2 separate regions of the Sus scrofa genome follow, and region 1 is linked to region 2. The links are chromatin contacts, called in public HiChIP or PLAC-seq maps. All regions are on one chromosome and are shown on one strand. Each heading gives the region's core, a stretch centred on a gene start, on an enhancer-like site or on the middle of the called end of the contact. The rest is flanking DNA. Distances are from core to core; before and after follow the strand shown. Region 1 has its middle 120 kb from the start of UGCG. Region 2 overlaps C1H9orf84.

Region 1 (2,700 bases), core at 8-2,507, 260 kb after region 2:
TTTATCCCACATGTTGGGAATTGCACTGGGTTATTGAGCATATTCTCAAACTGCTTTTTATGCCCAAGCCTAAAGAATACATAAGAGAGAGAAATAGTGATATAAGAAGGGCCAGCCCGCAGTTCGCATTGTGCAGCTGAGAAAAAGTCCTAGTATCCACGAGGATGCAGGTTCAATCCCTGGCCTCGCTCAGTGGGTGGGGGATCTGACATTGCCATCAGTTGTGGTGTAGATCACAGACTCTGCTTGGATCTGACCTTGCTGTGGCTGTGGCGTAGGCCAACAGCTGCAGCTCCTATTCGACCCCTAACCTGGGAACCTCCATATGCCAAGGGTTCAGCTGAAAAAGAAAAAAGAAAAAAGAAACACCCTCAACAGCTGATATGCAATAGCCAATAGCTGAGAAGGGGATGTGAGTTTTGTCCCTGTGAGTTTTTGAGAAGGGACACTGTCACTGTGTTTTCGCATCAGAGATATTTGTTCTTTCATCGTGTAAGGAAACCCATCCAACTCTCTGTGCCCTAAGGCACGGAACAGAAGACCTACATTTTGGCATGCCTTTTTGTGGTGTGTGTGTGTTTTTCTGTTTTCCTGTAACAAACCACAGTTTTTAATACCTTTCCTCCCTCTGCTGTGTTATATTTGTTCTTCCAGCACCTATCAGAACTGACTTTAGCAGCAATGACATTGAGTGAAGTAACTTTCCAAGGTGCCTTTTGAAATCAGTCCCCAAACGCAATCTGGCTGCTAACTCAGAGTTCTTCCTGCGACTCTGTGCTGCCACCATTCTCCTGGGATGTGCCTGGCAGGTTGCACAAGAGCCGTGGAGTGGGGTTGAGCTGTGGTTCTCAGAACGGCGAGGTTTCTCTTTTCAGATGAGCTCCTATAATCAAGTAATCACAAAAACCACTTTTGCAAACTTAGTTGGGTATTTCCAGGAGGAAGAAAAGAAAGGAAAAGGCACCCTGGCGAGTGATGTTATTTCATGTTGTCTTTTTAAATCTCCTAAATTAGCCTCTGTCCCATTTCTTTCCCTACTTCAGTCCAGAATGTGGGAAGAGCCAAACAGGCTTCCCTAAAGAAGCAGTTCCTGAAAAAATGAGTTGGCAGCATGTCGGCTTCTCTAGAAAGCCCAGAACAAAGTTGCTGTTGACATAGGATGAGTCTCCTTCCCCCAGCCTGTTGTTCCTGCTCCCTGCCACAGGGACACAGCTCAGAGGGGTGTGTTTGCTGCTGAGCCAGGCACATCCCTTCTGTTTCAATTTCATGATAATAACAGAATGGTCATCATTAGCGTACTCTCCAGAGGAACTGGAACCGTCATATACTGCTGATGGGAATGCAGAAGGGTACAAGGTGACTTTTTGGCCACACCCCCAGCAAATGGAAATTCCTGGGACAGGAATCAAACCCGAGCCGAAGCTTTGACCTATGCCACAGCTGCAGCGATGCCAGACCCTTGACCCACTGCACCTGCACAGCAGGAACACCTTATAAGGTGTTTTTTGCTTTTTTTTTTTTAAGCCAAACATATTAGACTAAGTGACAGAGGCAAAACACAGAAGACCACATATTGTATGGTTCCATATTTATGAAATTTCTAGAATAGGCAAACCCAGATGTATAGAAAGTAGATTAGCACTTCTCAGGGGGTGGGATGAGAGAGGAATTGGGACTGATAGCTAATAAATAGGTAGGGGCTCTTTTGGGGTGATGGAAATACTCTGGAATTAGGTGGTGTGATGGTGACACGACATAGTGAACAGTCTAAGAATCATGGACCTGTACTTATTTATTTTTATTTTTTACTTTTCAGGGCCACACCTGCGGCATATGGAGGTTCCCAGGCTAGGGGTCGAATCGGAGCTATAGCCGAGGACCTACACCACAGCCATAGCAATGCCAGATCCAAGCTGCATCTGTGACCCACACCACAGCTCAGGGCAAGGCCAGATCCTTAACCCACTGAGTGAGGCCAGGGATCCAATCGGCATCTTCATGGATGCTAGTCAGATTTGTTTCCCCTGAGCCACGACGGGAACTCCAGAACTGTACCTTTTTAAATGGTGAATTTTGTGTTATATGAATTATCTCTACTAAAACAAATTAAATTAAAAGCACTGAGTTCCCCATTGCAAAGAGTCTAACCTAAAGCAACAACCCTGTATTGATATATTTGATTATAAAAAGGACATTTTTCTCCATTCGGAAAAGAGGGAAATGGAAAGAAATAGAAAGACCAATCATATCTGGGGAAATGACTTATTGTGCTACTTGTGTTTTTGCAAACAAACAAAAAAAGCCTAACAGAAAATTTACCGTAAATCGTACCATAGATTTCACCCCCGAGAACCTACTCAAAGGAAATGAAAATATATTCACAGAAATAATTAGGGGAGTTCCCGTCGTGGCTCAGTAGTTAATGAATCCAACTAGGAACCATGAGATTGAGGGTTCGATCCCTGGCCTTGCTGAATGGGTTGAAGATCCGGCGTTGCCCTGAGCTGCGGTATAGGTCGCAGATGCAGCTCGGATCTCACGTTGCTGTGGCGGCTGTGGCGTAGGCCAGCGTCTACAGCTCTGATTCGACGACCCCTAGCTGGGAACCTCCATATGCCTCGGGTGCGGCCCTAGAAATGGCCAAAAGACCAAAAAAAAGAAAGAATTACATGGAAATTACACACATAGAAGCATTATTCG
Region 2 (2,700 bases), core at 154-2,653:
TATGTACTTTTGCCTTTTTGTTTCTGGTAGAAGAGCTCCTTTTCAACATTTCTTATAAAGCAGGGCTAGCACTGATAAAATTCCTCAGCTTTTGTTTGTCTAGGAAAACCCATATTTTTCCTTCATGTCTGAATTATCATTTTGTTAGTGTTCTTGCATGACCATTTTTGTCTTTCAGTATTTTGAGAATGTCATTCTACTTCCTCCTGGCCTATGAGATTTCTGCTGAGAAATCTGCTGAGAGCTTAAAAGATATTCCTTTGTAGGTTGCCAACCTTTTTTCACTGGCTGCATTTAAAATTCTTTTTTTATTGACTTTTGACAGTGTCATGGAGAAGATCTTTTTGCATTGAGGTAATTTGGTGTTCTCCTTAGCTTCAAAGACTTGTATATCCTGTTCCCTTTCCAGATTTGGGAAGTTTTCAACTATGATTTCTTTAAATAAACTCTATGATACCTTCTCTGTTTCATCTCCTTCTGGGATAACCTTTACTCTAATGTTGCTCTTCCTAAAAGAGTCAGATAGCTTTCATAGAATTTTCTCTTTTTTAAGATCTTTTTTTTTTTTTTTTTTTTTTTTTTTTTGCTTTTTTAGGACTGCACTTGCGGCATGTGGAGGTTCCCAGGCTAGCAGTCAAATTGAAGCTATAGCTGCTGGCCTACACCACAGCTACAGCCACAGCCGCATCAGATCCGAGCCATGTCTGCAACCTGCACCACAGCTCAAGGCAAAGCCGGATCTTTAACCCACTGAGTGAGGCCAGGGATTGAACCTGTAACCTCATGGTCCCTAGTTGGATTTGTTTCCGCTGCACCACGATGGGAACTCCAGGAACTCCCTTTTTTTAAGGTCTTAATTCTTTTCTCTTTTCTACCTGTATCATTTCTAGATTTTTATCTTTGAGCTCACTAATTCTCTCTTCTATATGATATGCTCTATTTTCAATGCTTTCTAATGCTATCTTCATCTCATTTATTGAGTTCCTCAGCTCCAGAATTTGGTTCTTTTTTAGTTTCAGGCTCTTTGTTCTTCTGTTCATTAATTTTATTCCTGAGCTCATATAACTTCCTCTTTGAGTTTTCTTGTGCCTTGTTGAATTTCTTCATGACAGCTATGTTGAATTCTCTATCAGTCAGACTGCAATATTCCATGACTTTAAGTTTGGTTTCTGGTGAACTGTCATTTCGTTTTTGTGATTCAGTGTTACTGTAGTTCTTCATGATGCTTGATAAGTTGTTCCTCAGCTGGCACATTTGAAGTAGTGAACAACTTTCTTCTTTAGGTAAAAATAATTGTTTTTACTTGATTCTAATGAACAATTCACAAATTAGAGGCCTTTCTTTTATTTTCCAGTAGGTGGCACCATAGAACAAGTTTTTGGTTCCTGTTACCTGGGCTGCCTCTGGTTGTATTGGCACTTTCTGCCCCGCAAAGTCTCTGTCAGAACTGTCACCCAGGGCATAAGTTATCACTGCTTGTGCCTCCAGGGTTGTTGGTGCCTTGCTGTTGCTGGAATCACTGGTGTCACTGCCTGAGGTACCAAGTTGGTGGCCTCATCTGGGATCCCCTTAGTCACAGGCTCTGTCACTGTGGTGGGGAGGACAGCAGGGGGTAGGACGTAGGATCACGTGCACCTCTGCCTGGTCTGGTCTTGTCAGGTTTCTGGGCTCGCCTACTGCAGCTGGAGGGTGGGTAGCCAGAGTTGCGGGCCCCTCTGCAGCTGGAGTGTGTAACAGGCTTTTGTTGCCACTACTGCCCAGTTATTTGTGGCTGCTGGCTCCATTGCAAGTGGGAGGCTGGGGTCATGTGTGCTACCACCCTTGCTGCTATTGGGTTCTCTGGGTCTGTGGGCTCAGCTGCCACAGCCCAGGGGCTAGAACTGCAGTGACTGACTATGCTGATCCCCAAGTTCTACCTCTTCTATGTATTCCATTCCACCCACCTTGAGATGTATAGATGTGTAGAATGCTCCAGTGTTCTGGTGTGTTGGGCAGAGGCACTTTTGTTGAGTTGTGGATGTTTTACTGGTTGTAGATTGAAGGGGAGAGACAAAGAGAGCATCTCATCCTGTCATGATGCCGACATAACTCCCCACTTCTAAATTTCTTACTAATTGGTTTAATACACTTTAAAGACTTAAGCAAGTTACCCAAGTAACCATAGAGTAGGAGGGAGAGAGAGAAAAACGAAGAAAAAGGCCAAATTTATTTGCATATTTAGTGTAAAGCATTTCAGATGCTTTTCTGCTTTAAAAGATTTTAAAAAGTATTTTCTCTTAAATCTTTATTTATGAAATTTTTTTTTTTTTTTTTTTTTTTTTTTTTTTTTTTTTTTTTTGCCATGCCTGCAGCACATGGAAGTTCCTGGGCCAGGGATCAAACCCAAGCCACTGCAGTGACAACACTGGATCCTTAACCCACTATACTACAAGAGAACTCCCATGCAAACTTCTTTCAATGCTTGAGGGAGAGTGGGCAAAAATTTCCAATATAATCCAAGGAATGAATGAACTGCTTTTTTAAAAAAAGAATTGTATCAGATTCTGGCTCAATATCTAAAAATTAATTATTATAGTTTTATTGTGGGTATATGTTCATGAACTTTTAAGTAGAATACAAAATTTTTGAGATTTGAAGGACTAATCCATAGAACACTGTGTATAATAAAATTAAAGTATTTTTAAAACTCAAGACATATGA

The links. HiChIP or PLAC-seq counts read pairs in DNA pulled down with a chosen protein or histone mark.
Region 1: a contact with region 2 is called in an H3K27ac HiChIP or PLAC-seq map of alveolar macrophages. The contact joins two enhancer-like sites. A contact is called at or near these places in 1 of 47 Hi-C or Micro-C datasets (skeletal muscle) and 1 of 2 datasets of contacts at active chromatin or transcription factors (alveolar macrophages).

Annotation. Positions count from the first base shown.
Region 1 is chr1:252,767,399-252,770,098 of Sscrofa11.1, forward strand. No RefSeq gene overlaps it. Among named protein-coding and RNA genes, the nearest start is that of UGCG, 120 kb to the left of the region's middle. Within about 2 kb of position 1,258, at least 33 of the 83 cell types and tissues checked have an H3K27ac peak or open chromatin away from gene starts, as enhancers often do. A contact at or near this core is called in alveolar macrophages, where this site is marked.
Region 2 is chr1:252,511,753-252,514,452 of Sscrofa11.1, forward strand. All of the region lies in intron 15 of C1H9orf84, which reads right to left. Among named protein-coding and RNA genes, the nearest start is that of C1H9orf84, 42 kb to the right of the region's middle. Within about 2 kb of position 1,404, at least 1 of the 83 cell types and tissues checked has an H3K27ac peak or open chromatin away from gene starts, as enhancers often do. A contact at or near this core is called in alveolar macrophages, where this site is marked.